Regions from separate parts of the Mus musculus genome. Here regions 1 and 3 are each linked to region 2. The links are chromatin contacts, called in public Hi-C and promoter capture Hi-C maps. All regions are on one chromosome and are shown on one strand. Each heading gives the region's core, a stretch centred on a gene start, on an enhancer-like site or on the middle of the called end of the contact. The rest is flanking DNA. Distances are from core to core; before and after follow the strand shown.

What was found. Promoter capture Hi-C pulls out the DNA fragments that hold promoters and counts their contacts. Hi-C and Micro-C count contacts between places; a contact is called where the count stands out from the background.
Region 1: a contact with region 2 is called in a promoter capture Hi-C map of hippocampal neurons, with 2.4 times the contacts expected there. The contact joins the enhancer-like site here to the promoter of Map9 in region 2. A contact is called at or near these places in 4 of 39 promoter capture datasets (embryonic stem cells, hippocampal neurons and liver), 1 of 15 datasets of contacts at CTCF or cohesin (large pre-B cells), 2 of 484 Hi-C or Micro-C datasets (the G1E-ER4 cell line and liver) and 2 of 115 datasets of contacts at active chromatin or transcription factors (astrocytes and stem cell-derived neural progenitor cells).
Region 3: a contact with region 2 is called in a Hi-C map of the G1E-ER4 cell line, with 3 times the contacts expected there. The contact joins the enhancer-like site here to the promoter of Map9 in region 2. A contact is called at or near these places in 5 of 39 promoter capture datasets (embryonic stem cells, hippocampal neurons, liver and 2 more), 1 of 15 datasets of contacts at CTCF or cohesin (large pre-B cells), 9 of 484 Hi-C or Micro-C datasets (B cells, CD8 T cells, the G1E-ER4 cell line and 3 more) and 4 of 115 datasets of contacts at active chromatin or transcription factors (astrocytes, embryonic stem cells, stem cell-derived neural progenitor cells and 1 more).

The regions. Positions count from the first base shown.
Region 1 is chr3:83,096,927-83,100,261 of GRCm38.p6, forward strand. No RefSeq gene overlaps it. Among named protein-coding and RNA genes, the nearest start is that of Dchs2, 29 kb to the right of the region's middle. Within about 2 kb of position 2,020, at least 71 of the 459 cell types and tissues checked have an H3K27ac peak or open chromatin away from gene starts, as enhancers often do. A contact at or near this core is called in astrocytes, hippocampal neurons and stem cell-derived neural progenitor cells, where this site is marked.
Region 2 is chr3:82,355,661-82,359,392 of GRCm38.p6, forward strand. It overlaps Map9 (microtubule-associated protein 9), which reads left to right and starts at 2,412. Exons shown (of 14, transcript NM_001081230.1): 1 at 2,412-2,595; 2 at 3,315-3,464. The coding sequence starts at 3,390.
Region 3 is chr3:83,079,490-83,082,754 of GRCm38.p6, forward strand. No RefSeq gene overlaps it. Among named protein-coding and RNA genes, the nearest start is that of Plrg1, 26 kb to the left of the region's middle. Within about 2 kb of position 1,457, at least 53 of the 459 cell types and tissues checked have an H3K27ac peak or open chromatin away from gene starts, as enhancers often do. A contact at or near this core is called in the G1E-ER4 cell line and trophoblast stem cells, where this site is marked.

The DNA.
Region 1 (3,335 bases), core at 770-3,269, 740 kb after region 2:
AATAAAACCAAACAAGCACCTGCCCTGGTAGACACGTTCCCTTCTGTACACATTTAAAATCCCAAGGGCTTAGCTCTTCGTTTCAAGCTGCTCTTTCCAGGGTTGCAGGACTTGAGTAAAGGAAGAACGAACACTGCGTAGCAAAGACTTGGAACTCCGCCTCAGGACCCATCTTCCTGGGCAGGCATGGAAAGGACTGCAATTCCTGCAGGGCGGGCAGAGAAGCAGAGAGCCTGAGAGAACACAGACTTCCCTTGGGTGAGAAGGTCAGAAATAGACCAGCCCTGTAGATGGCTGAGCAGATACCAGGGCTCCTTAGACTGTAATTTCTCTTCAACCACATGTGAGCTTCCAGTGGTAGAAATGGGAGTTCCATAAGAGATTGCAGAGGGGCTAAAGAATACTTCCTGCTCTTGGAGAAGACCTTCTCAGCATCCTAGCCAGGTGACTCTCACTGCAGCTCCAGGGGAAATGGGCCTTGGGTACTTGCATGCACACAATATATATTTAAAGAGATATTGTATAAAGCAAACAATGTAACATGGACCCCAAGACTATAGAACTCATTAATCCTAATGGACTCTCCATCTTGATAATCTTAAAATAATTTTCCCTTCAGCCTTACCTTCCATTTCTCAGTCTGTAGCTACAGCTTACAGGATCACAGGTCTCCTGCTGCTGAGCCAAAGAATTGAATTCTTACCGTTAATTAAAAGAGAAGAGCATTAAACTACACTAGAAACAAAACGGCATGCTCTTTAGAATGCTGGCACTTAAAGGAGAAGCAAGTCTAATTAGCGGAGGATGAGAGATTCTAAATGGGACTTGTGGCCACTTTCAAGCTGAGAGCTGGTGGTACAGATGCCTTCGGCCCATTCTGTTTCATTGTTTCCATGCGAGCCTGCACCAGGGCCCCTTCTCTGTTCCCCCAAGCACTTAGTGTAGTTCACAGATGAAACAAAGATGTTATAAGAAATGGAACAGAAAGGAGACAGATTTCTGAGATAGCGGGCAAGTGGGGAGAGGAGGGAAAGCCCCCTCTCCTGTCTTGGAGACTCTCCTACTGCTCAAATGTTCAAAGAAAGTCCTTGAGCTTCAGGCTGTCAACATCGGCGACCTTCACAAACAATATGGCACTCTAGAAGCTTTTTTTTTAATACTACAATTTGGTTTAAAAGCAAAAGTTATGGAATTTGGAATAACTTTATTGGCTAAGCTACTGTCTTTATTCTCATTATTAATATTTGTTTTTAACGGACATTTACTGAAAGTAAGACATGGCATTTACTGACTATAAGGGAACTCTCATTTGACACAGCTCCTTTTTCTCTCTCTCTCTCTTGCGTCCCCTCTTCTCCTTAGGAGAGACCACTCAAATGTCCAGCGGTGTCACCCTGTCTGCTCTTACTGTCCTGTAACAGATCAGTGTTTGGAAGTCAGCAACTTTGTCTAACTTGTAGCTTCTTCACGCATTACATGATCTGTTCAGACAGCATGATTTTACAAATTCGAGAAAATCAAAGTAAGAAATAGCTGCATGAAACAAGCCGGTGCACGCAAAACCAATAAGTTTTAATAGGTGTCAGTCTGTGATTTTCAATTCCATTGAATTGTTATTTTTGTTTCTCACCCCTACTCCAGCTCCCTAGGGAGCAAAGCTGGCTAAATATCACCTCGCCCTGCCTGGGAACAAGCCTGGGAATGTTTTTCTCTATAAAAGACAACCAAAAGAGCAATCGGTTTTTGTTGTCTTTCTTGCGGGCGGCGGGAAGCAGTGGGAAAAGCAAATGAAAGGAGTCGTGATTGCAAAACCAAATACACAGAGAAGTAGAGAGCGTCCACACAAAGCAGCGCCCGCCAATGTTACACCGATTTTCATTTTACTAAGGAAGAAAATCACACGAATTGTTTCTGTCTAAAGTACTCTACTTGAAAAGGCAATTCAGTCTCCTAGCAACCAACCCTTCTCCCTGTCAGAAAGCCCTTTGGAGGAAGGGAGAGACTCTGGTGACACAAAGGAAAGAGCGGACTTCTCCGGAGCCTGCAGGGAGCCAGAAGAGGTGTCCTCGCTCACTCCCATTCTCCCAGTGCTGGCCTCTGGGACCTGGAAGACTCCAAACAGGGTCAGCAGCCAGGTCAAATGAGGCACCTATTTATGCCTCTGCCTGGTGCCTGGAGTCTCTTCTCTCATTCCCTTGGAAACTTGCCCTTTCTAAAACCCCAACATTAACATAGTAAAGCTTAGAGATCCACAGGACCCTAAATGGTTTTCAGGAAAAACAAAACAACAACAATATCTCACAACATTCTTTTCTCTTTTTTTGGCTCATGTCTTCTGCTGTCACTGAAATGTGTGGATTTTTTTTCCCCCTTAGAACAAGCAAGCCTGTGCAGACACTGACAGAGGGGAGATGCTAAGTTACTCTACTCTGCCTTTATTTGCCTGGAAATAGTCTCCTATCTCACTGGTAGGGCTCCAGTCCCTCAGACCACCTCCAACTTCAGGTGCTAACTGAGAAAAGGTCACAAGTTAGCCAGAGTTTCTGTCTGACATGGCTGCACAGAGGATGCCCCGAGACTCCCCTCAAGTCTGCACCTTTACCAGAGCATCAACCAGAACTTTGGAAAGTGGTCTACTGACCCTATTGTCAGTTTATTACAAAGGGGACAAATGCAGGTTGCCATCTGTGAGAAAAAGGTGGAAAGGGGTGGGAGGCTTCAGGGACCTCACCAGGCTCATCCCGTATCCCTGAAATCCTTACAGCTCTTCAGCCCGGAAGCCTACTGAATTGTGGCTTTTAAGTGTTTTTGTGGGGGTTTCATGGTCTGATTGCGTCAAGGTCAACCTCAGGTTCAGGTCCCTCAGGTTCAGGTAGGGCAGGGGTATGGAGCTGGAGTGCCAGACCTCAAATCCTGGTTTCCCTGGCAACGGGCATCCATCTTTAGGATGTCCTGAGCCACCAGTGGAGTCAACTCATTAGCATACACATCACCTCAGCCATCCCAAGGGCTTTAGGGATTGCAAGTCTGGAAAGCAGCAGCAGAAAACTAAATTACATTTTTTAAAAAAACGTATCACACTGTCACATAAAACCAAATTAAAATAAAATACAATTAGACCCCGGCTCCTTAGTTCCACAGGCCACCTCCTGAGTGATCACTAACTTTATTTCTCAGCCCAGCTCTGTGCTGTGGAAAGGTCCAGGGCAGTGTCAGGGAGTGCTGGGCTTTCGACCAGGAAGGAGAGTTTCTAAATAAGATTGTCGGCGTGTTTGTTTTTGTTTGTTTGTTTTCCGGCTGTCTGTTTCTTTTCTGGAGTGTGTGGGTGTTAGCCC
Region 2 (3,732 bases), core at 1,162-3,661:
GTCTGGGTGACATCTGAAGCAGAGGGTTATGGCCATCTTTAGTGGTATCAGTCAACCATGCAGACACCTTCTTTCACAACATCAAAGCATTGTTTGCTTTTTGTTTGTTTTGTCTTTTTGACACAGGGTTTCTTTGTGTAGCCCTGGCTGTCCTGGAACTCACTCTGTAGACCCGGCTGGCCTCAAACTCAGAAATCTGCCTGCCTCTGCCTCCCAAGTGCTGGGATTAAAGGCGTGCATCACCACTGCCTGGCTCATTATTTGCTTTTAAGTTTAAGGTTGACCAAAGTGACTCCATTTTAATTTTGATAATGTTGATATTTCTTTCAAATAGTGATGTTAAGTTTTTCCCACATACAGAAAAAAATACACTTAAGTCACCACAGATCACTACAATGAGGTGGCTTTCCTTGTGACTCTGATGTTCCCCTTTGTGAGTCTCTCCCTGGCCACAGTGCCTTCCCCCCACAATTCTGCAACTTGTATCTGAACTCAGCCTTCAACCTGCAAGAGCTGTGGGGACTCATGTCTTACAGCATACCATCCAGTGCCCATAGACTGCTCCCATGATGATTGTGAGCACAGACCCTTGTTCCTTTAAACAATTTTTTCTGATCTCTAACCTGTACCACAAGCCACAGAACAACTAACTTTGTGCTAAGCGAGGATTAGGAACTGCTGAATAAAAGTCACATCTCAATTTCTTTGTGATATGAAAAGGGGTCTTCGTCTACCCTATATCCTGCCCAAACACATGCAGGCATGCACAGGTGCTCATGCAGGTGCACACATGCACACACACAAAGACACACACACACCAAAACCAAAAGGCAACCTGAAGAATCACTGACAGTAAATTATCTTGAGCACTAACTAAAAGCAGTTCCTGTGCTGAGCCACTCAAAACCATGGTTAGGTGGGTCCATATACTGGACTTCAGGTCCAGCCTTCTCTCCCATACTTAGTACTCAACTCAAACTCACATGTGTAACAACTGAATTGCTGCTAGAAAGAATTCTCTTTAGAGCCTCTCACTTTGTGCTTGTGGCAAACAACCATCCGAAACCCATTCCCATTGTGTGCAACCCGGCCCTATTGGTAGCTGGGAACTCAGTGTTCTCTATCATTGATGTTGTTGTAAGTTTATTTTTGTAAGTCATGCCTACATTAAAGTTATATCAGTTAAATGAATACCAAATGAATAGAGCCCTTACACATTATCTAAAAATTAGTTCTTCCCATTTGGGTACCCGCCGTGGGTACAGGGCCTTTATCAGAATCATAGATGTTAATAAAATGTAGGATAGAAAAGCTAACAGTAACTGGTGAAAATAGAAAATCTTTTCCTTATGCAGATATTCACTTAAAAATAGTTAAAAACAACATAATTAGCCAAAACAAATTTACCAACCAAGAACAAGTTGAAAAACTTAAACTAGGCTTTTTAAAGGAGTTATTGCAAATATTACTTAGAAACCTTTTTCTCACTGAACTTCATATTTGTTTTTGTGTATTTAAAGATCTATTTGTCAGGGTTATTTTTTAAAAGAAACATTGTGGAGATACAGAAACAAGTTTAGTCACTTGTTAATGAATTGATTTCGACATACCTTTTTCAAGTTAAAAATAGATGAAGTCTGTGTAACTTTAAAAGTTTAAGTGTTTTGTGTATTAATAAATTATTAAATGGCAAAGATAGTGATACTGTCAGCAGTACTTTTTCCAGCCTTCTCCCCTGTGTTTTATTTGCTGACTTCTTTTTAACCAGATTATCTACTAAATATAGAAAGGGTAAACTTTTCACCAAAGATGTAAAACAGGCTCTGGGCTGTGTGTGCTTATGGGATACTTTAGCACACACACCCCTACCCCTACTCTCTGCCTCCTCCTCCTCCGCCCCCCCCCCCCCAACTGCATTACTTACAAGAAACGCTCCTATGTAATATTAACTGAATGCGATTCTAAACATTTCCCAATATTTCGCTATATATTGTATTCGGTATTCACTGCAATCCTTTAAGGAGACAGTCTTATTAGTTTCTTATCAAATCATAGAGATCTTATTTTGCATATTCCAAGAATCAAACGTGCAGTTTAACTCCGACGATTGCAAACGTCACTACTACGTCGTTCTGTTGAGTCCGCTGACACTGCACTGACTCACGCATTCCACGTTCTAACTAGCAAAAGGAAGCTTTGCATCGTGGTCACGCAATACCTGCCTATAAACAAGGACTCTGAGCAGGGGCAATCAAGGTTCCTTGTGGCGTGATGGCAGAGGGCCGGTCTTGTTTCCTAGGTAACAGCCATTGCACACAAGCTGATAGGGCACCGCGCTCCCAACACCTCCACCAGTGATGTCACTTCCTTGGTCTGTGCGGTTGTCCCAGCGACGCCGGCGGAAAGGCGGTGTTGGGTACCCAAGAGACCAGGCGGTTGGAAGTCACTTCCTCCCGGGGACGCTGTTGCCTAGCAACCGCCTTCTGCCTCCATCTTTTGCCCCGCCTCCAGGTTATTCCAATACCTGGTTTCCCAGACCGCGAGGCCCGGGCCGGGGGCGACACCTGTGCTAGAGCATAGCCGCTGGGTTCTCAGGTGGTCACAGGGGCCCGGGTGCACGGGGAGCGGGGTGGATGCAGGAGGCGCGGGCCGTGGTACGTGGAGGAACGGAGGGGACCGTGCTGGGTGTGCGGGGCCCTGGCGCGTGCTGGGCCGGGAGCCGCGCGGAGCTGGGATGCGGACGCCGCCTGGCCAGCCCGGGGAGCTCTGGGCGGTGGCCGGCGATCCAAATGGGCCTCCGACGTCGCGCGCTGGAAGCCTGATGTGCTGCAACTTAGTGTGGAGATGTGTGTGTAACAGCAAACGAATGGTTTGGGAAAATGTCGCTGCTGCTTGTGGTTAAGCATCGTTTTGAATACTGTTATGTGCAAGCCATTTCCGGGGCTGGGAACCTTGACAGTCCTCTTGGTTGCAGCTTGAACTAAGTCGTGGTGGCGTCCGCAATGCTGTGTGTTTTTAATAATGGAAAGTGAAATTGTTTGGCAACATTTTGTTATTATGTAGTTCATTCATCCTTCTAGTGGATGTAGAACAGTAATAACTTCCTCATGGATTTTCTTTTCGTGAAAACCAATTTGTTGTGAAATTTTTATGTACTTAACATAAAACGCTCTTAACGTTTTTAGGTGAATATATTGTACAATGATTAGAGCGATTTCTCTTTGGAGCGGGGTTGTGGGGCACTAATCCCAGGAACAGTGTCTTGATCATGTAAAAACGTCTAATTCTTTAAAATATTTATATGTATATTTCAGCCACCATCAGAGGTTGAATGAATTATTTCAGTAATTTATTAACTGTTGTATAAAAGCAGAGAAAAAGGACACACCATGTCCGATGAAATCTTCAGCACAACTTTGGCGTACACCAAGAGTCCAAAGGCTACCAAGAGAACTTCCTTTCAGGTAAAACGCTGCAAAGCATTTGGTTTTGATTATGCTGCTGCCTAGCCCTTGCTGGTTCTCACAAGATCTGGCATGACGTGGGAGGAGTTCTTGCTTCACTGTTAGTGTGTTGTAGGTCATCTGTCAACTTTGGGCTCCAGTATTGAAACACCCCTCTCTGTAGGATCCTGTCTTCAATATTTGGTTTCTAAGTTGCAAGCCAAAGAGCGACTTCAGAGCTTGGCTCTCTTTAGATTTTGGTTTTCTGTCGTAAGCGTCACAAGGTCTG
Region 3 (3,265 bases), core at 207-2,706, 720 kb after region 2:
ATGTCTTTGCTAGTAATGTGCAGACTTATTTTGCCTTTCTAAATACATTAGTCATGATAATAACGGTCAAAATGAATGCTCACAAAACACTTGCTGTATGCCTGGCATGACCCCCATGAGGTTACATAGATCAGCACATAATACTTAAAACTAAAACCAGTTACATAATTTACATGGCTCAGAGCAAAATGAAAATTCAAGGCCTGCTGTTTACAGATCAGACAGAAGGTGCCATTAGCAGTAGGCACTTCAGCAGAAAGCTTTGCCCCTTTTTTCCTGATACTGTTTTCGTGTGTGTGAGTGTGCTACTTAAAATTTTAAATAAAAATAAATAAATAAATATTAGCATGCATCTTAACATTTATTTTTCCATCATGCAGTGTTCATTTAGATGCAAATATAAGCCCTTCATTCACATGCAAACTCACCACACTTACAATTTGTATTTCATAGCTCATATCTGCCTATGCGTTTTGGTGCTAACTGGAACAGTGGAAAATGCACCAAACTTAATTGTTTCTAGCTGCACCTTTTCAGGACTGCAAGGACCGTCCCTCTGAGCTGCTCTTCCTACCCACGCTGCCGCTGCCTTTCTTTATGGTGCTGTGTCACCAGGGAACATGAAGAATGGAAAGACAACAATGGAGATTCACTCTTCCTTTTTCCTTTTATGTTGTCAGTTTTTCAGCTGAAGCGGTTGATTACGCTGGGATGCAATATTATGTGTGTCTACATGTCTGTGTGTGGGCTTGTGTGAGTGTAGGTGCCAGAGGAAGCCAGAGGTGTGAAGTCCACCAGGACCTGGAGCTACAGATGGGTGCGAGCTGCCTGATAGGAGTCCTCAGGACCAAACTGTTGTCCACTGCAAGAGCAAGATGACCCCCTAACCACTGAGCCGTCCTTCCATTCTCTAGGAAGCAACTTCAACTTTCCATCCTCCCCCAAAACCCGTCAGATCTTTAATAATTGCTTTCAAATGTATGGATGCCTTCCATGTAACAGATTGCCAAGTTTTTAGTTTTTTGGTTTTTTTTTTTTTCTTCCTCTCTCTTGACTTTGTTCTTTCATGTATGTTCTCAGCTCTGTTTGTAGAAATGTCAAGTGCTGAGCAATTCTGGCATGTGCAGTTTGTTGCCAAGTATGAAATTACCCCTTTCAGTTTCGCTGATCGGCGTGTACACAAGTGCTCTGAAGTCTTTGGAAGGGCCGCCAAATGGGAACTGGGGGAGGGGCTTGCCCAAGGTGTCAGGATGAGAAAGCCCTGGGGCTGTATGTGCTCACATTGTGAGTGCTAGGAATCACGTACTGTGCACTTGAAGTCGCCTGAGAGAACGGATCTTCGGATCTTCGCAGTTCTCACCACACACATAGTGACTAGGGGCTGGAGAGATGGCTCAGAGATTAAGAGTATCTGGTTCCTCTTCCACAAGAGCCATATCAGTTTACAAGCGTCTCTAACTCTAATTCCAGGGGATATGTCGTCCTCTTCTGGCTTCTGTGGGTACTGCATGTACATGGTGCACAGGTGAAGGCAGGGAAAACACTCATATATAAAAAACATACACTAGAAGAACATCTCTCAGGTGATGGAAATAGTAATTATATTGATAACTTCACAGTGTATATGGACCAAATCCCATACACGTTCAATGCACACATTTTGTCAATTGCCCGTCAGTACAGCTGTCCTTAGACAAGTGATTAAGCAGTGTGTTTAAGTTCCTTTGCAATTCTGTAATATTAATAAACAAATCTGTTTTGCAAGATATATTGGAACTTGGTTATCTAATGATTTTAATGTACCAAATAGAGATATTTGTAAGAACTGCCTATTTGGGCTTAATTTAGTAAAAATTAGAACTTTAAAATTCTCTTTCTTAGTTGAAGGAATGACAGAAAGCAAACGTTTTACCCGTTTTAAAATCAGAATCTTCTCACTCCAAGCATATAACAACCCAAAACAACTTCTTAATTCTGCTTCATTTTTCTCCAGGATTACTGTGTATGTGCATGTGAGTGTGTGTGTGAGAATGAGTGTGTGTGGTGAGTGTTCATATGTGAGTGTGCGTTTGTGTATATGTTCACGTGTGTGAGTGTGTGTGCATTCGTAAGTTTGTGTGTGAATGTGAGTGTATATTTCTGTGTTAGTGTATGTGTGTGTGTGTGTGTGTGTGTATGTGTGTGTTGTGTCCCAGGCTGAATTCAAGCTTGCTACATAGTCAAAGATGACTTGGAATGTATGATCCTCCTGCCTATCTTCCAAATGCTGGAATTACAAGTGTCCTGTTTTATGAGTCCTTGGGATTGATCTATGCATACTAGGAAAGCACTCCCAGACACACTCTCAGGCCTGTTATGTCATTTTTATTTTACAGATTTATTTTTTATTGTCTGTTTCCCTGACACATTAGTTATTTTTTTTTCTTGTTGCTGTGATCAAACCTCTACCAAGAAGCAACTTAAGGGAGGGAGGATTTGAGCCTGCAGTGTAGAGAGATCCAGATCGTTATGGTAGGAAAGACATGGAGGCAGGGACATGAGGTGGATGACCTCATCACATTCACAAGGGGCAGAGAGAGGTGAAGGTTGCGACTCAACTTCTATTCTCCGCTATATTTAGTCTGGGACCCCAGCCGGAGGCACGGTGCTACCCTCATTCAATGGAGTTCTTTCTCATCCCTTAGCATTTCTGCAAAAGCCTTTATGACATGCCTACAGTTTCAAAAACCCATTTAAATCAACACCCATTTAATATATTCTAGATAGTAGCAGGGTGTGGTGGTTTGAATATGCTTGGCCCAGGGAATGGCACTCTTTGAAGATATGGCCTTGTTGGAGTGGGTGTGGCCTTGCTAGAGAAAGTGTGTCACTTTGTGGGTGAGCTTTGAAAGCCATCTCCTAGCTGCCTGGATGCCAGCCTTCTCCTGTTTGCCTTTGGAACAAGATGTAGAACTCTCTGCTCCTCCAGCACCATGCTTGCCACCATGATGATGATGGACTGAACCTCAGAACCTGAAAGGCAATCCCAGTTAAGTGTTGTCCTTAATAAGAGTTGCCTTGGTCATGGGTGTCTCTTCACAGCAATGGAAATCCTAAGACACAGGGCTACACCATTCGCAAACATATTCTGTACACAGAACAGTGTTTGATAAATGATAGGTACTTAATATTCTTTGTTAGATCATTAAAAGTTAGAAATTCCAATCACTGATGCATTGGGAGAATTGCTTTCCAGTGTTTGGACTTTAAGAAATCATAATGAAGG